Linked DNA regions of Mus musculus: regions 2, 3 and 4 are each linked to region 1. Evidence: chromatin contacts called from public HiChIP or PLAC-seq and promoter capture Hi-C data. All regions are on one chromosome and are shown on one strand. Each heading gives the region's core, a stretch centred on a gene start, on an enhancer-like site or on the middle of the called end of the contact. The rest is flanking DNA. Distances are from core to core; before and after follow the strand shown.

Region 1 (4,139 bases), core at 845-3,344:
CTCCACAAAGCTGAGAGAGTGCATGCAACTAATACTTTGTAAGGCCTGGCCCTGAAACATGTCCCTTCCCGTGAGGGACAGCTGGCTAGGAAGTCTCACCCAGACCCCTGATCATGAGTGAAGAACCTCAAGGATAGTAGAATACTGGCAGCTTGCCTAAGCTAAGAGTCTTTTCAAATAAGGCTTTCACAAACTGCAAACGTTTAGAAATCAAAGCATCTCTTTAAGCAGCAGAAGGCAAATGAGGCCCCATCCCCCACTCCTCCCCTTCCCAGTCTGCTCCGCACCTCCCATCAATGGCTAGGGGACCTTAACACCTCTAAAGATGCAGGCTATAAAGAAGACAAACTGCTAAGCTTCCCGCCTCCGTGGACAAAGGATTGCAGACTGCCAGGGAAATTTTCAGACAGAGGTCCGGAAGTCAGAGCGACCAGCTGAGTGTCTGGCACCTGAGGCCACACCTAGGCATACGCAGGGTACTGCACGCTCCAGGCCTGGTCTGAGGCCAGCACGTTCTCTTGTGCACGTCTGCACTGCCTAACAAGATCTGGCCTCTGCCTTCCTCTGCTTGGGCCTCTCAGGGCCTCTCCGCACGGGTAGACACTACCCCCTGGTGGGCTTGGGCGCCCTGTGCAGGCCTTCAGGTCTTGGCCTCCAGAAGAGTTTGGTTTTCCTAAAAGAAGCCCCATCACGGAAGCTGTTGGGGGACTGGGATTCCATGGTGTGGGTGAGGGCCTCCGGGATCCTAGAAGAAGCGAAAGAAAGAAGCAGAGGTTTGGTGTTGCTCGCTAGCACTCTGAGATAGCGATGGAGCAACAGGAAGGTGACAGCGGCGGAGCTTTCTAGATATCGACACCTGTTGTGGGAAAGGAAAGCACTCCCTGCTGGCCAGAGGGGAAACTGAGACTGAGCCGTCACTTGAAGCCTGGGACTGAGGGATGATGGGACATGAAGCTGAGTGGTCCTTTAAACTTAGCAAATAAAAATCTGGAGACTGTAAATCTTTCGTTTACGATTAACAGTGAATGCTCTTTAGCAATGTACTAGCCATGCACAGCGAGCAGGGTATCTGTGCAAAGAGCCAGGGAACTAACTGATGCTGCATTGGAGATTACAGAGGAGTTGGGGATACAGGTGGAATGCCCCAAATTAACCTGTAAGCCTCACCTGCCCCGTTCATTAACCAGTTCACTAGTTAAAGCTACTAGGTCTCTTCTTAAAAGAAGACAAACAGGTTCGCCTTGCCCATGAGCTTCATATTAAAGAATAAACAGGTTTCAGATGGTTTCTGCTAAAGAAGCCTGCTTTACAATGACTGCTTTCAATAACGAGTACTTATGTCTTTGGTAAATGACTAGATGAAAAAATTTCGTTCTGAAATATATAAAGATTTGAGAATAAAAAAAACTTGAATAAGTTATAAGGATCTCAAAAATGATTGTGGATATATAGAAATAAAAAAGGTTTCGGATTCCTTTTCCATTCTATGCTGTTATTGCCCTGAAATTTGGGGGGGGGGGGTGTCAGGATTTGATGAAGTACCAGCTGTTTTACTACTCAGTCACAAGCTCAGGATTTTGAGTTTTCTTTGGTTATCTTCTAGATATAGACTTAGAGGTGCTTTTTATTGGGTTAAAATATCTCTATCCAATTATACACCTGGCTCTTTAAACAGAAAAAAATTTTTTTCATGTTCAGAGAAAAATGCTACAGTTCTTACTAAGACTCAAAGGCGTAAGTCTGCTGCTTCACAGAGTCCCATCAACTGCTTTCCCTACCATGTGAATTTCAATAAAATGGCAACGCTGATCTATCTCCTTTTATGAACTGAAAATTCGCATGAGCTTCAGGGAATCAGAGAAGTCGTAAGACTTGGATCCACCTACCAGAGTCAAATGGACTCCGGACAGTACAGCCTGAGTTTCTGTATCTGTCTGTCCCTAAGAATGGAGTTTCCCCTGGTCTTGGGATTCCTCCCCCTCCCCGGTAACACAAAAATTTACCTTCTGTCCCGAGTCTATATTTGTCTCAACAGATTTTCACTTGGCTGACAGACTTCATCCAGGGATGCAAACTGCAGAGCTCTGGACTTGCTGAAAATTATGTAAACCAGTCCAGCCAACATGATTGCTCCTTGTGCCTTCAGCTGGATCAGCCAATCCAGTGCTTCTGACAAATGCCCCATTGTCCAGCCTTTCACTAGCCTCTCAGTCTTCTGGGGCCCTGGCAACAACACCCTAATGTCAGCTGGAAGTAGTTACGGAAGAAAATATGTTGTCTGTTACCCCACCTAACAGGCTGAAAATGCTAAGTCAAAGAGAAACTCTGTGGCATAGAGGACAAAATGGCTACCTATAAGCTGACTGACACATCAGAAAAATGGGCCCAGATTTGTCAACTCGTAGATTTATTAACTAAAATAGTTCTACAATATGATAGGATACTTAACCTGCTTTATGCAAAATAAAAAGTATTATGTGCCTTTAAAAATATTTCTATACAAATCATTCAGGACTATAATTTGGCTGTACTCAAGAAACATTGCAAAAAGGGACCTGAGATAAAATAAATGACTGGTTTCCCATCCATGTCCAGGCTCCTTCTAGATAGTAACTCTAATGGTTAGTAGATCTAAAATATAAACAAGTACCCATCATAGGATCAAAGACTTGAGAGGCAACACCAGGGGGAATGTAATGCCCAAATTTAACCTGTAAGCCCTATCTGCTCAGGACAACAGGTAACTTCCTAGAATGCTGGGAACTGTAGTTCTTGGAAAATAACAAAGCCTCATGGGAAAGTACCATGACCTATAGGTTTGTCCTTATAAACCCCTTCAACATAACCCAGGGCTCAAGGCCACTCTCTGCTGAGAAATTTCAGGAATGGTCCTGACCAAAGCCCTTATCTTGGTCAGTATTTAATATTTAATAAAGCTTGCTTTTAAGCTTGCCCCAAAATGGTGAGATTGGTTTTGCTTCAACGAATCTCATGATTAACATAGCAAATAAGCAATATACTAGGAATGGTGATCCCAGTATCTCCCAAAGAGATAGAAGTGGGACATACAGGAGATAGAGCAACAACAAAAACAGGAGTCAGAGAGAGAAGAGGGAGGGGGGGTAGGAAGAGAAGAAGGAAAGGGAGACTATTATGGTCTGTATGCTTTTGTCTATCCAAGGGTCATACACTGAAACTCTAACGCCGATAGGATAGTATTAGGAGGTGGGGCTTTGAAGGGTAATTAGGTTTAATGAGATGGTGGGGGGTGGACCCCATGATACCATTTGTGTCTTTATAAGAAGTAGATCAGAGCTTACTGTCTCCATCTTGTCAGTGTAACTGGCCCTGCAGAAATGAAGACATTCTAAAGAGACAATTATGTCTCTTGCTCTATAAGACGACGGAAGCAATGGACCCCAGAGAAATGAGGGCTTCCCCAGGAATTTTATTCTGGGAGAAAAATAGGGCACCAGCCAAAAGGGGGAACTCATCTCCGGAAACAGACTTCACACAGTTCTAAGGACTTGTGAGACCTCCTTACAGAATGAGAGGTGAAGCCCAGTGACGTCAGTGGTGGGCGGGACCGTGCCTTCACCAGACCGATTAGATGTGCACATCCTTGTCTCTCTATTTAAACACTGATCCCACTTCAGGACCAGAAGGATGTGAGAGGTTTGCTTGGATCTCTTCCCAGTGTGGCCACATTAAATAACTCCCTTTCTTTGCTTTGCTTTTAATTAAGCACTTTTAATTGACTTATTGATGACAGGTAGCACTGACTTGGGACATAGATTGTGACACACACACACCCAACTTTAACAACATGACGACAGAAGATGACCAACTGACAACTAAGAAGAGAACATTCAGGGCACATAGGGAAGCACCAAGCCAACACCACAGCCCTGTGTCAGTATGTACGAGATGGGATGGGAGAGAAACAGGAGAGCCTGTGAACATAGTGGAGCATGTGTCCTTATTATATGTTGGAGCATCTTCTGGGTATATGCTCAAGCGTGGTATAGCTGGATCAGTACTATGTCCAATTTTCTGAGGAACCACCAAACTGATTTTCAGGTTGTAGCAGCTTGCAATCCCACCAGCAATGGAGTAGTGTTTCTCTTTCCCCACATCCT
Region 2 (4,139 bases), core at 981-3,480, 1.6 Mb before region 1:
CCATTCCTGTTCTGAGGATTGAACTTAGGCCATCAGGCTTGGCCGCAGGCACCTTCATCCACTAAGCCTTCCTGCCAGCTCTCGGCTAATGCTTTATAATAGTCTACTGTCCAATTTGGGTTGACATAACAACAGAAAACAGCCATTAATTCTGGCGTTAGCAAAAAAACAACAACAAAGACTGAAAAAGCCATAGGAGAGAGTATTTCACATACTTGGTGCTGGAGAGATAGCCCGGAGCTTAAGAGAGCTTGTGCTTCTCTTGCAGAGGGCATGAGCTTGGCTCTCACCACGCACACTGGGTGGCTCACACTCCAGTTCCAGGGGATCTGCCACTTCCAGCCTTCATGGGCACCTGTACTCCCACTCACAGGCCCTCCTCTGCCTCCCAATACACATATATAATTAAAAATACAACAAAACTTTAAAAGAACTTTTTTTCCCATATTCTCTCATGGAAGGCAATCCAATGATAAATACAGCAGTACAATGTTCACTTCTCTTTTAGGTGTAGGAAGTATTTCCCTAGGGACATACCCCAGGACTCTCACAGCATCTCCAGGGCTGAGTGGCCTTATATTTACAGTCATGCCACAATACTCTGTTGGCCGACCCCAGAACTGGTGTAGTGTTTGCCCAATGCAAACTTACTCAAAAAGAGGTTCAACAACTAGCAATCCACAGAAGAGGAACCAAGGTTCTGCAAATTTGCTGACAGAGGCCAAGATCCTGACCTTTGTACTAAACAGGTACTGGTTGATTTTTTTTTTTTTTTAATAATTCCTCCTCCCAGGGGAAGTTTCCTGGTGGAAGACAGGCTGGAAGTAATGGTAAAGTGCAAACTGCAATACTGTCTTGTTTTTTTTTTTTGCAGTGTACTGCTGATAAGATAAAGTCAATCATTTCTCCATGTATTTATTTCTTGTGTTAGTTCAGCATGGAATGTCAAGGCCAAATCATTTCTCATTTGTTCCACTTGATGTCAGATTTTTAAAAATCTACTTGTCAGGGCTGGAGAGACGGCTCAGCAGATAAGAGATCTGTCTGCTCTTCCAGAGGTCCTGAGTTCAATTTCCAGCAACCATATGGTAGCTCACAACCATCTGTAATGGGATCTGATACTGTCTTCTGGTGTGTCTGAAGACAGCTACAGTGTACTCATATACATAAAATAAAATTTTAAAAATCTTTAAAAAAAATCTACTTGTCAAAGCTCTTTGCACAATACAAGCGTCGTGTTGGAAATACTTTTCAAATATGCCTTTATAAACTTTGCACTCTTCCTTCTTACCCACATCTTCGAGGCAGGGTTTCTTTGTGAAACCTCGACTGACTTGGACCTCGATCTGTAGACCAGGCTAGCCTGAAACTCACAGAGATCCACCTGTCTCTGCCTCTTGAGTGCTGGAATTAAAGTCATATGTCACCACCACCTGGGAACAGTTTGCTTTGGGTTAAGAGTAAACCCAAAACCCGGACATGGTGGCGCACGCCTTTAATCCCAGCACTCGGGAGGCAGAGGCAGGCGGATTTCTGAGTTCGAGGCCAGCTGGTCTACAAAGTGAATTCCAGGACAGCCTGGGCTAATAAAAAGAAACCCTGTCTAGAAAAAAACAAAAAAAACAAAACAAAATAACAAAAAAAAGTAAACCCAAAGAAGATGCACATTCTCACATATTTAAATATTAAATGTAACTATTTTCTTCTTGATGGCTTCCTTGTGCGTGTGTTTACGTGATCATTCTAAGTTTAATAACTTTTCCTTTTTCTTGCTTTTAGCACAGGGGACGTGAGAAGAAAATCTGATCAGGGCCTCTCAACATTTCTCGGCTATTCGGAATAAAACCTCTGTTATTTCGTTTTCCCTCATTGCTCAGCTCTGCAGACCGGAGCTTTGCAACCTCTTCCCGGTCCGCCAGCACTCCCCTCTGTCTCTGAACCCAGTTTACCCGAGCTGGACCTCTGCGGACACTAGCCCAGCCCCAGAGGCCTGCTCACGTACCCAGGTGCAGGAGCTCCCGGGAGACGGCTTTTCCAATGCCTGTGCCCCCGCCGGTGACCACGGCCACTTGGTTCTTCAGCAACCCGGCCGCTAGGTAGCTCTGACCAGTCTTCCAAGAGCCCATGGCCACAAAGTGTCTGTCTCTGAGTTCTTGCTAAAGCTAGACCACGTGTTCCTCAGAAGTAGCTCTATTAGTAGCAGTCCTTGGCCACGTAACCAAACAGACCCCGCCCCTAAGTCCGCGTGGTCCCGCCTCAGGCCCCGCCCAGGCCCCGCCTTCGCGGCGCGCTAGGCCTCCTCCCAGAGCTGGACCGCTCCTGGCGGCCGCCCGCAGCCGTCTGCATCCTCAGCTTCCCTCCTGGGTCCCAGTGAAGGTGTGGGTGAGACTCCTCGTTCGATTTTTTTCATATTTATTTTTAAATGTCGGTGACATTGGGGGGAAACGACAGAGGAATGAAAAGAGAGTGAGAAAGAACGAAATGGGAAGGATATTTTCTGTTCTGAAAATCCAATCCTTGGGGCCATAGCTCCCACCGTTAATTAAAATTACATCTCCAGAGCATCTGTGTAGAGAAAGGCTGCAGGTCTGGGCCCTCGCAGTACCGATCTGCAACAGACATCTGGCTGTCTGGGCTTCAGCAGCTGTGTGCAGAGGGCTAGGAAGTGGGGAAAGGCTTAGGTTAGCTGAAGGGAAGCCATCCAGGTCCCAGATCCCTTCTTCTTCAGGGAGGGAGTCGAAAGGGAGGAGGGGGTGGGGCAGGAGAGGGCACACAGTTGCAGTTATCCACAGAGCCTAAATAATGAATGATTAAACAAAATGATTTTAGGCCACCCTCACCTCATTCTCAGTGCCCCACCCAGAAATGAAAAAAAAAAGCACCCTTCCATAGATTTGAGACCTGGTCCGTTTCATCTGGGTTATATAGCAGCAGATAAAGATGAATCGTTGCATGGTTCTTGTAAGATTCATTTCTAGGTTTATGGTTTTGGAACCTGCCTTTTAGCTCCTACCTTCAGCAAGGAACTTATCAGCTCCCAGTTGGTTCCAAGGAACAATTTATTGTTCACATTCTGTTTGTTTTGAATTAATTATTATTATTAATTTTTTTTTGAGACAAGGTCTCTCTCTCTATAGCCCTGGCTGTCCTGGAACTCACTATGTAGATCAGGTTGGCCTGGAACTTAAGAGATTCCCCCTGCCTCTGCCTACTGAATGCTGGGATTAAAGGCATGGGATACCATGCCCTGCCCTTCTGTTTGTTCATTTAAAAATTAACATTACATATGTGTGTGTGTGTGTGTGTGTGTGTGTGTGTGTGTGTGTGAGAAGACGAATTGCAGGAGTCAGTTCTCTTCTTGTACCGTATGGGTGCCACCAGGGATTGAACCCCATCATCAAGCGCAGCAGCAGCAGCCTTGCCCTCTTAGCTCTTTTCTGTTTATCTCTTTCCTTATGTCGGACTATGCTAGGTCATTGGTCTTAATCCAGGACAACAGTCTTTCTAACTTTGCCGGGGGTGCTCTGTTTTCCCTTTTCCAGTCAACAAATGCCATTTGTGTCTGTTTGGGGAGGTGGCGGTTGGAGCCACTACTTAAAAAATTCACAGAGAGAAGTGAAGTTAGACACTGGGTCTCTCGCACCAGCCAGACTGCAGTTCTGAGAGCACCTCTAGGCCCTCCACCTCCCTGGCCTTCTCTGACCTCTTTTTAGAAGCACTTCCCTCTCCAGCTTAGCTGCTGATGGATTCCAACCAGCACGCAGAAAGGAAGAGCTAAAGCTCTCTGGCTGTTTTTGTCTGGGAAGTCCATCAAGAGCTCTGGTAGCCGTCTGTTTATGTCAGTTATGTGATCATGAACACATTAAAAAATGGCACCACTGTAACCTCTTTTTAAAAATAATTCTTTTGTGTGTGTGTGTGTGTGTGTGTGTGTGTGTGTGGTGTATTTGTGTGTGTATGTGTGTTCCTGTTGAAGCCAGAGGAGATTGCTGGATATCCTTCTTTAGCATTGTCAGCCCTATAATCCCTTGAGACAGGGTCTCTCACTGAACCAGGAGCTTGCCCCCTTTAACTGGTGGGAGTCACAGACATCCTCCTGTCTGGCTTAGCCAGGGTTCTGGGGATTTGACTGGGGTCTT
Region 3 (4,139 bases), core at 522-3,021, 1.3 Mb before region 1:
AGACTTAGTTCTGGCTGCTGTCTCCTTTCTGTCTTTGACCCCTGAACACTGCTGGGAGTAGGGCAACAGAAGCATCGGGGCTGGGATGCATGACCAATGTCTAATAGTTAAAAGTTCCCAAAGAAAGGGTTGCTAGGTTCTTCTCAATTCTCTAGGCTGTGGTAAATCTCTTTTATATAAAAACGGTGGATATAAATCAAATTTGGAGCAGCTTAGGGAACTCAGCTCAGTAAAGAATTGAGAATTGCACATGAGAGAGAGAGAAAGACAGACTGTCTCAGGTAGTATGAAGTGGTTGGGGAAAGGCAAGATTGGGTGGGGGTAGAAGACGTCCTAATTCTCTTGGGCAGAAAACCAGGACAATTGACCTCCAGCAGCACCAGAGTTGCTTTTAAGAGAGGAATTAGGGGGGCTGGTTGTGGGTGAAATTGGGCAAAGAGCTTCGCCTTGTGCTTCGCCTATGCAGCCAAAAGGCTACACAGAAGAGGTGGGATATAGGGCGGTGGACCGGGAAAGGATGGAGGAAAAAGAGATCCTTAACCCTCGGAGGGCTGCTGCCTTCCAGAGCTTAAGGTCCTGAATAGAGGAAGGGTGTGTGTTTGGGGTTGAGAAGGTGACAGAAGGATCTGAGAAAGGAGGTAGCGAAGAGGGGCTTGTGGGAGGGGAGAGTAAAGGGGAATAGTTACATGATCTCAGCCCCCAGCCCACTCCAGCTGCAGTCTGTAAGTCGGAGGCCCCTCCCCTTGGTTCCATCAAAGGTCCCTTCGGGCGAGGTTCGAGAGCTGGAAAATGGGCAGGTCCGGGCTGGAGAGTGGCTTCGCTTTCTCCTCCTCGTCCTCTTCTGGGTCGCTGTCGCCCTCCTCCTCCTGCTCTGGGTCTGCACGCGCCCGGCGCTGCTGCTGTGGCGGCAGAAGCGACTGCTGGTCTGCGTCCTGGTGTCTCCCAGGCGGGGGCTGCTCCAGCTGGTCCTCTGGCTGCTGCCCGCGGTCCAGCGCGGTCGCGACTCCAGGCTTCATGATCCTCCTCCTCTTCCTTCCCGAGGGGCTGGCCCTGAGCCCCCGCACCCGGGCAGTGCTGCCATGCAACCACAGACGAGGCAGGCGTGGGGGTAGGGGCGGTGGGGAAGTGATGGGGAGAATAAAAAATAAAATAATACTAATGGAACAATTCAGTTCTCGGATAATCAGGAAAGAGTGCTTCTGGTGGGTGGGGGTGGAGGAGGGCGGCTGTCAGGTCCTGTCGACAGCTCTGCCCCCGCTCCCCCCACCTTGGGCGGCCTCGGCCCGCTCTTTGCTCCCACCCCCACGCCGCCCCTCCTTCCTCCGGCTGCCTCTGGCTGGCTAGGCTCGCTTGCTGTTGCTACCTCTCCCAGATGCACCGAGGTAAGGCTTGTTTGCGGTGTAAGCTGAAGGTGGGGAGGAGGAATAGAGACGGTGTGGTCGAGATGGTCAGACAGACGGCACTTGGCTCCAGCTTGGTCCTGGAGACTCCCCAGAACCGTATATAAATATATCTCTTAGAAAAGCCGAAAAGGAAACAAATCAGATTCTAGCCTGCTGCCAGGTGTTGTCTTCCGCGGTTGCTCAGCACCCGCCGCCGCGACTGCTGCCCCCCTGGCTCAGTTCCCAAAGGGGTGGTGCTGGAAGGGAGGTGCCGGGCGGTAGGCTGGCGGTCCGAGGACTGGAAACAACCTTCTTAGAGCGGAGAAGGCACCCAGCTACTCCCACCCGAGCGGCCGTGAAGCCGCTGCTGCGTTCAGCACCTGGGTGAGTGGACAGCTCCCACCCAGACCCCGCGCGTCATGCCAGTGGGGGCCTGACGCAGACGCCGCTGAGGGATGGAGGAGGGAAAGAGCGAGAGACTAGGAGAGAGGGAGCCACAGGAGGAGAGAGAACTGTTTGAAGGAAGAGGAAGAAGATAGGGAGGAACCAGGGGAAAGGGAGGTACGAAGAGAAGGAGGGATTTAGGAGAGGAGGGAGGAGGCAGTGAAGAGTAAAGGAGGCAGAATGGGAACTTGGGTGGTGGAGTGATGCGTGTATTCACTCCAATGTCTTTTCCCAGATAGAAAGAATTCGGGTGGACAGCACCATTCGTAAGCTCCCTGTCCACCGTTCGTCCCTCTCACCGCTTCCCTCAGCACGTATACACCCAATACAGTTTCCTTTTAACCAAAATCTATGATGCTCTTCTTTACACGCACTTAAAGTAGATGTCACTTGGTAGCTTTAGAAAGGATAAAGTTTTGTGACTTCCATATTGAAGCTGGCCCCTGGTGGAGATTAAATCTCTCATGACTTTAGAACTCACGAGAAAAGTGCTTCTTAAACCTTGAAGCATTTTTGCCTTCTAGAATTTAAACTGCAACAAGAAAGGAAATGTCCTCTTTCATCTTCTCTCCTCTCTCCTCCCCCTCCCCCTCCCCTCCCCCTCGACCTCCCCCTCCTCCTCTTCCTTCTCTTCCTCTTCCTTCTCCTCTCTCCCTTCTCTCCCTGACCCTGCATTATGTGTTGGATTCATTTTTATTCTCATATGCCTAAGTCAACCTAATATTCCTAGGCTTGAGGTAAAATACATATTTGTTATATAGCCACCATTACCAGTGTCATCTTTACTTCAAGCTGTTACGTTCTTTCGGCTGTGACTCATAAGAATCCAGGGCAATAATATACCCTCATGCTAACTAAAATCCCTAGCCTTCCCCCATCCGAATTTTCCACAGAGCCACCAGCGAGGAGAGATTGGAAGTTGACTTTAATTTCCTCTGCCCTTTCTTCTTATTTGTACCACTCTACCCATCCTTGTCAAGGCATTTCCAATGAACAGAAGAGTATTCCTAAATGCAGAGACCCAGAGAGAAGGAAGCCCAAAACAAGCTGTATCAATACTTGCTGTTTACAACTGCAGACTTGGGCCATTTGTAATTTAGAATCCCACTCCGCCCCACCCCTGCCACTACTGTTAGGGTCACAGACTTAGAAAACACACTGCAATGAGTCATCTACAGAGCTGGGCTAATTATGCTAATGCACTTAGAAATTCTGATGCTGTAGACAGAGTAGAATGTAAAATCACCACACCAAAATATCACTGGCATGAAAGCTCGCTCAGTGAGTCATAAGGAAGCTGCCCTTTTGTTGGTGTCTCCATGGATATTCATCGCCCTGAGCCCGAGGGAGCGGATGATCTCTAGGTCTTGGCCAACCAAGCATGGCTGCTTGGCTGAATCATGTCCCAGCACCTGACATGGAGGCTGAGAGCCTGCTCAAAGTCAGTATTTGAAAATGATGCTAGAAAAAAAGAAAGAAAGAAAGAAAGAAAGAAAGAAAGAAAGAAAGAAAGAAAGAGAAGGAAGAAAAAGAAAGAAAAGGAAAATGATTCCAGAAAAAAATGATAAAATAAAAAGAAAGAAAAAGAAAATGATGCTTGCTAGGCCACTAAGATGGCTCAGAGGTGAAAGTGCTCGACCCCACGCCTGGCCAGAACTTGATCCTAGGGGTTCCTGGTGGATGGAGAAAACTTCCTGCTGCGACTTTTTCTCTGACTTCCATGTGTATAGCATGACGCACAATGCTCCCCCACATACACACATATAATAAATACAATAAAAACAATGCCAATGTTTTAATAACAATAAAACAATGCTTATATTATTGATACTTGCGTGAACACTGCTGCAGAATAAACTTTATTAGAAAGCACCTGTGTTCTGCACTACCCTGCATCTCTGCCTCTGGTGATATAAAACTGACCTCATCACGTGCTTGAGTCCCTCTGTATAACTCAGACGTCCTTGCACGGACCAGTATTTGTATTTTCAGCAGGAACATACTGTGCAGCACTCAAAGACCAGCAGGTGATCAGGGAAAAGACCTAAGGGATCAACGGCCTTTTTTCAATGAAACTGCATATTTCTCCCCTTCAATGTAAACATGACTGAGTACATGTCCCATTTAATTTGAGTTTTAAGGTTTTATAACTATGAAATACTAATTTCTGCTGTGTTGTGCGGTGAACTGGAACAGGAAATAGAAAGGCCACATCTGGAGCCTGCATTCAGAACTGTAGAGATGGGTGATGGCCAAAAGAAGACTGTCTTGTCCCACCCTGCTGGTGCAAGTGAAAGATTTCCGTAACTAGAA
Region 4 (4,139 bases), core at 652-3,151, 1.0 Mb before region 1:
TCTCTCTCTCTTTTTTTCTTTTGAGACCAGGTTTCTCCGTGTAACCTTGGCTGTCCTGGATCTTGCTTCACAGACCAGGCTGCTTGGAACCCAGGGATTTGCCTGACTCTGCTGTCCAAGTGCTGGGATTAAAGGCTCACCGCCATACCAGACTCTTTACTGTGTTTTAATGCCAGTGGTAGGAAATATAGCTAGCAATGTGGCTCTCACTTGTAGTTTACAATGGATGTTTATGGCACACCATGATGCAGGGTGGTATCTCTACTACAAAGGAGTCCTCAGTCGGTGAGGCCAATAGGAACATATTCCAGGGCAGGTACAAGACACCAGAACACGTGGAGATGTGAACTGGAGCCTCCCCCAGCCTTTGTTGGTTTCCTTCTGTTAGATCGCCATTCTGTATAGCTCCCGTTATTGTCAGAGGTCCATCCCTCTGCTCAAACACTGATGCTGTGTCCCTGACACGCCCAAATCAGGCCAAGTCTCAGCACAATTAGCTGATTTCCCTGCCAGTTCCCCTATCTCCCCAGGGGTTTTGATCTCTGGCCTAAGTGACTTTCTAGTTTCAGTATCACTCTTCAATTTTTTTTCATCATTTCTGCTGGTCCGGGTGTTGAGAATGCGCCATCGATAACCCTCCATTTCCCTCTACGCAATTACCAAGCTTTAGTCTCACACCCGTCCCCCTTCTTTTTCATTCGGATAGTCATCTTCCACAGAGGTTCCTACAGAAGTTCAAACTCTCCTCCATAACTCTTCCTCTCCTAGTTTCTTAAGATTAGAACTTTGTCTTCTAGGAGGCATAAAACTCAAACAGACATATGAACAAAAAGCCGCTGAATTGAGATAGGCCCTGAGCCCAGAAATTAGAAAGGATGGCTTGGAGAATCTTGTGGGGGAATGGAGACGCCTCACTCGTTGTTAAGGTCACAACCCTGGCAAATGAGTCAATAACTAAGGTCCTGCCAGGCTGGAGTGATGGAGGTTGGGGGCAGCTAGGCTGGGTGATTCAATTGGAACAAAGGAGGCAGCCACTCTTTTCTATTTGAAAACCTGAGCGAGCTCTAATCAGCCTAGCGCTAGGGCTTTCTCTAATACCTGGGGAGGGGGGTGGGTGTCTAATCTGACCTTTTCAAGACCCTTCAGTGGGTGTGTCTTCAGACGTCTGGGGGGGGGGAGGCGGGGAGAGTGTGTGTAAAGGTGGGCGAATAAGGCAGCGTTTGTGGATGGTGACCCGGGTCTCTAGGGGATTAGAGGGCTTGTGGGGCAGAGGTTTGTGAGGCACCAGGAAACACACCAGGTTTCATTACTTGCAGCGGTGAGCTCTGGGCTGGGAAACTGAAGTTGTTGCTAGGAGGTGCTGTCTGGGACGAGCCTGGTCTAGAAGGACTGAGCGTCCGCGGGACTCACTCAAGGTCATTGTTCCTAGCAACACGAGGGCTGTGGGGAGTCGGTGTGAGCTCCGAAATCTTTAAGGTCAAGACTGCTTTTGTGTTTCCCCGGCAGTCAGTTCACAGCCGGCCACGTGGGAAGTGAGCAAACTAAGTCCTTCCAAATCGAACTAAACTAAAAGACAGGAGACAAAAGCACAGGCTCTTTCCCACTCCACGCCGATTCTACCCACGCTTGCAAGTTATTCTTACTCTCCCGGAGCGGACAAACCCAGGCTGAAGGGAGCAAAGTCCTAACCAGGGAAGAACAGAGGGGTCCGCTTGAATCCCCTAGGAACGTAGGGTGGGCGAGTGGGCGTGTGCACAAGCACGTGCCCTCACGCAAGAGTGCGGGGGGGGGCGGTGCGGGGGGGGGCGGTGCGGGGGGGGGGGGAAGGGAGTGGTCTCCATAAGGGGGAGGGGAGAAGGCAGGGGGGCGGGGAGAAGCAGGCTTTTTAGGACCCGGCAGAGGCGGGGGAGGAGAAAGAAGGCAAGGAGGCGTCTCCCGCATTCGTCTGGGCCGTGCCACCTGCCCGCTAGCTCGCTGCACTACCGTTGCCCACAAGCCAACATGCTGCCGAGATTGGGCGGCCCCGCGCTGCCGCTGCTCCTGCCGTCGTTGCTCTTGCTGCTGCTCTTGGGCGCGGGCGGCTGCGGCCCCGGGGTGCGCGCCGAGGTGCTGTTCCGCTGCCCACCCTGCACGCCCGAGCGTCTGGCCGCTTGCGGGCCCCCACCCGACGCGCCCTGCGCCGAGCTGGTGCGAGAGCCCGGCTGCGGCTGCTGCTCCGTGTGCGCACGGCAGGAGGGCGAAGCATGCGGCGTCTACATCCCGCGCTGCGCCCAGACGCTACGCTGCTATCCCAACCCGGGCTCCGAGCTGCCCCTGAAGGCGCTTGTCACAGGCGCGGGTACCTGTGAAAAGAGACGCGTGGGCACCACCCCACAGCAGGTTGCAGGTAATGCGGACTGTGAGCACTAGTTTTGGGCTTGGGAGAAACTCTCTCGTAGCTCAGCGGGTTCTCCTGGCTGGTGACTCTCACGTGGGAAAAGAGAGTCCGACGGGACCCTGGGACTGATGTAGAGGAGAAAGAGCTTAGACCTTAATCAGATCCAGGGAGACTCTTGAGAGCGGGAACCCGAAAGACAAACCCGGGAGGGAGGCTGCGGGTGGAGCAAGCGGGATTTGATGGGGTAAAGGAGGAGAGGAAAGATACCTTGCCACCAGGGTCTTCCTTAACGGGACTTAGCGGGGAGGAAGGTGGTCTGATCTAGGGGCTGAGGGGGTGGAGGTGGGGGTTGAAGAGCCTGTAGGAACTTGAAACTCATTTGAAACAAAACTTGAGTCAGTGACCACCGGTCGAATGTTTAGCGGTGGGCGTGCTGCTGGCTGCCGCGCACAGGTGACACTGCAGACCTCGGGTGAGAAAAGATCGAATGGAGAAGCTCCTTCCTTCTGGCGTTGGGAGGTGAGGAGAAGGGTAAGGATGCACGTGGAGAATGGAGCGGGCTCCATCTGTGTAACTTAAGCCGGTTGGCCAGCTGCGTTCCGGCACCCTGGCTGTGCGTCTGGGCCTCCGGTCAGAATGCTGGAGCCGCTTGAAAGCCAGGGGAGCTACAGCTCTTAACGCGGGTGTGTGTCACACCGTACCTCCTCCTAAATCTAGGGAACTTTTTCTGTCTCACGGGATGGGGAAGGTGGGGTTCTTTGTTAAGGAGCCCTTCTTTCTCAAAAGAAAAAAAAAGTTAAGGGACACAAGCTGACTGCGAGGAGTTCACTTTTTTTTCTTCACGGTTTGGAGAAAGCTGCAATTGTCTTGGGGACAGCGCTGAATTTTAGCTAATGTTTAAAAGGAGGCTTTTACTATGTTTCTTAGACTGGGGGTAGCCTGGAGAGATAGGAGAGAGAGAGAGAGAGAGAGAGAGAGAGAGAGAGAGAGAGATAGGAGAGAGAGAGAGAACAAATATCTTCCCTGTTTTTCGATTTCTTTGTGCGCCCCTCTCTTTCCCTGGCTCAGCCACTGTCCCTTTCCCAATGGAGTCAGAGGTCAAGTTTGAAGTCTTGTAGTTCTTGAGGCATTTTTGACCTTGACTACAGAGCAAGGTGGAGCTTCCTCAGAGGGGAGTCCCAGGGTTTCTTCTCTCTCAGCCTTGGGTTTGATCCTTGCTCCTGTTTCTAGGTAATAATAAAGGAAAAGAATTCCGCTTCTCAGGCCCCTTCCTCCCTTATTACCTCTGGAGCCCCAGAGGAATTTTCTTCAGCAGGCCTTGCAGAATCCTCCGGATATTGACTGTTTTACTAAATCTGGTGTACTTTCCTCTCAGAGTTTTATTTTCCTCTCAGAGTTTTATTTATTTTTTCCTCCCCACCCTTCGTTGCTTTCATTCTAAGCCTGTGAAATTCAGTCTTTCTGCTTCTCAAAACTCTTAAATAGGTTGGAGTCTTCTGCAGGCAACAGATGTGGCAGGTTCCCTGGGTCACTTTTCCTTACTGGCTGCGGGGATGGGGGTGGGGTGAGGGGGGTTGTCAGGGAAGCCAGGGGACAATGGGGTGAGTTCATGGGAAGAATGTCACTCTGGATTTTCTGCCTGGTTATGGGACTCCGTTCTGCTGGCTCATTCGAGTGGCCGCCTCAGCCTTCTCTGAAGGTCCAGATGCCTTCCACATTTTTCTCTTGTGTTTCTGTCTGGAAGAGGGGATGTTAACCAAGG

Evidence for each region. Promoter capture Hi-C pulls out the DNA fragments that hold promoters and counts their contacts. HiChIP or PLAC-seq counts read pairs in DNA pulled down with a chosen protein or histone mark.
Region 2: a contact with region 1 is called in a promoter capture Hi-C map of embryonic stem cells, with 3 times the contacts expected there. The contact joins the promoter of Pecr here to the promoter of 6030407O03Rik in region 1. A contact is called at or near these places in 3 of 39 promoter capture datasets (cranial neural crest, embryonic stem cells and second pharyngeal arch cranial neural crest).
Region 3: a promoter capture Hi-C map of liver shows a contact between it and region 1, with 7 times the contacts expected there. The contact joins the promoter of Marchf4 here to the promoter of 6030407O03Rik in region 1. A contact is called at or near these places in 3 of 39 promoter capture datasets (embryonic stem cells, hippocampal neurons and liver) and 1 of 115 datasets of contacts at active chromatin or transcription factors (astrocytes).
Region 4: a contact with region 1 is called in an H3K27ac HiChIP or PLAC-seq map of embryonic stem cells, with 9 times the contacts expected there. The contact joins the promoter of Igfbp2 here to the promoter of 6030407O03Rik in region 1. A contact is called at or near these places in 7 of 39 promoter capture datasets (the SN4741 cell line, cranial neural crest, embryonic stem cells and 4 more), 9 of 115 datasets of contacts at active chromatin or transcription factors (craniofacial prominence, embryonic forebrain, embryonic stem cells and 3 more) and 2 of 9 other capture datasets (embryonic stem cells and liver).

What each region holds. Positions count from the first base shown.
Region 1 is chr1:73,862,372-73,866,510 of GRCm38.p6, forward strand. It overlaps 6030407O03Rik (RIKEN cDNA 6030407O03 gene), which reads right to left and starts at 2,095. Exons shown (of 9, transcript NR_045311.1): 1 at 2,004-2,095; 2 at 288-745.
Region 2 is chr1:72,282,091-72,286,229 of GRCm38.p6, forward strand. Pecr (peroxisomal trans-2-enoyl-CoA reductase) reads right to left here and starts at 2,231. Exons shown (of 8, transcript NM_023523.6): 1 at 2,003-2,231. The coding sequence starts at 2,126. It overlaps Tmem169 (transmembrane protein 169), which reads left to right and starts at 2,283. Exons shown (of 3, transcript NM_175564.4): 1 at 2,283-2,376. It overlaps Gm51631 (a long non-coding RNA gene), which reads right to left. Exons shown (of 3, transcript XR_003947863.1): 3 at 2,408-2,658.
Region 3 is chr1:72,535,388-72,539,526 of GRCm38.p6, forward strand. Marchf4 (membrane associated ring-CH-type finger 4) reads right to left here and starts at 1,772. Exons shown (of 4, transcript NM_001045533.2): 1 at 1-1,772. It also overlaps a transcript of Smarcal1 not described here.
Region 4 is chr1:72,822,579-72,826,717 of GRCm38.p6, forward strand. Igfbp2 (insulin-like growth factor binding protein 2) reads left to right here and starts at 1,902. Exons shown (of 4, transcript NM_008342.3): 1 at 1,902-2,386. The coding sequence starts at 2,002.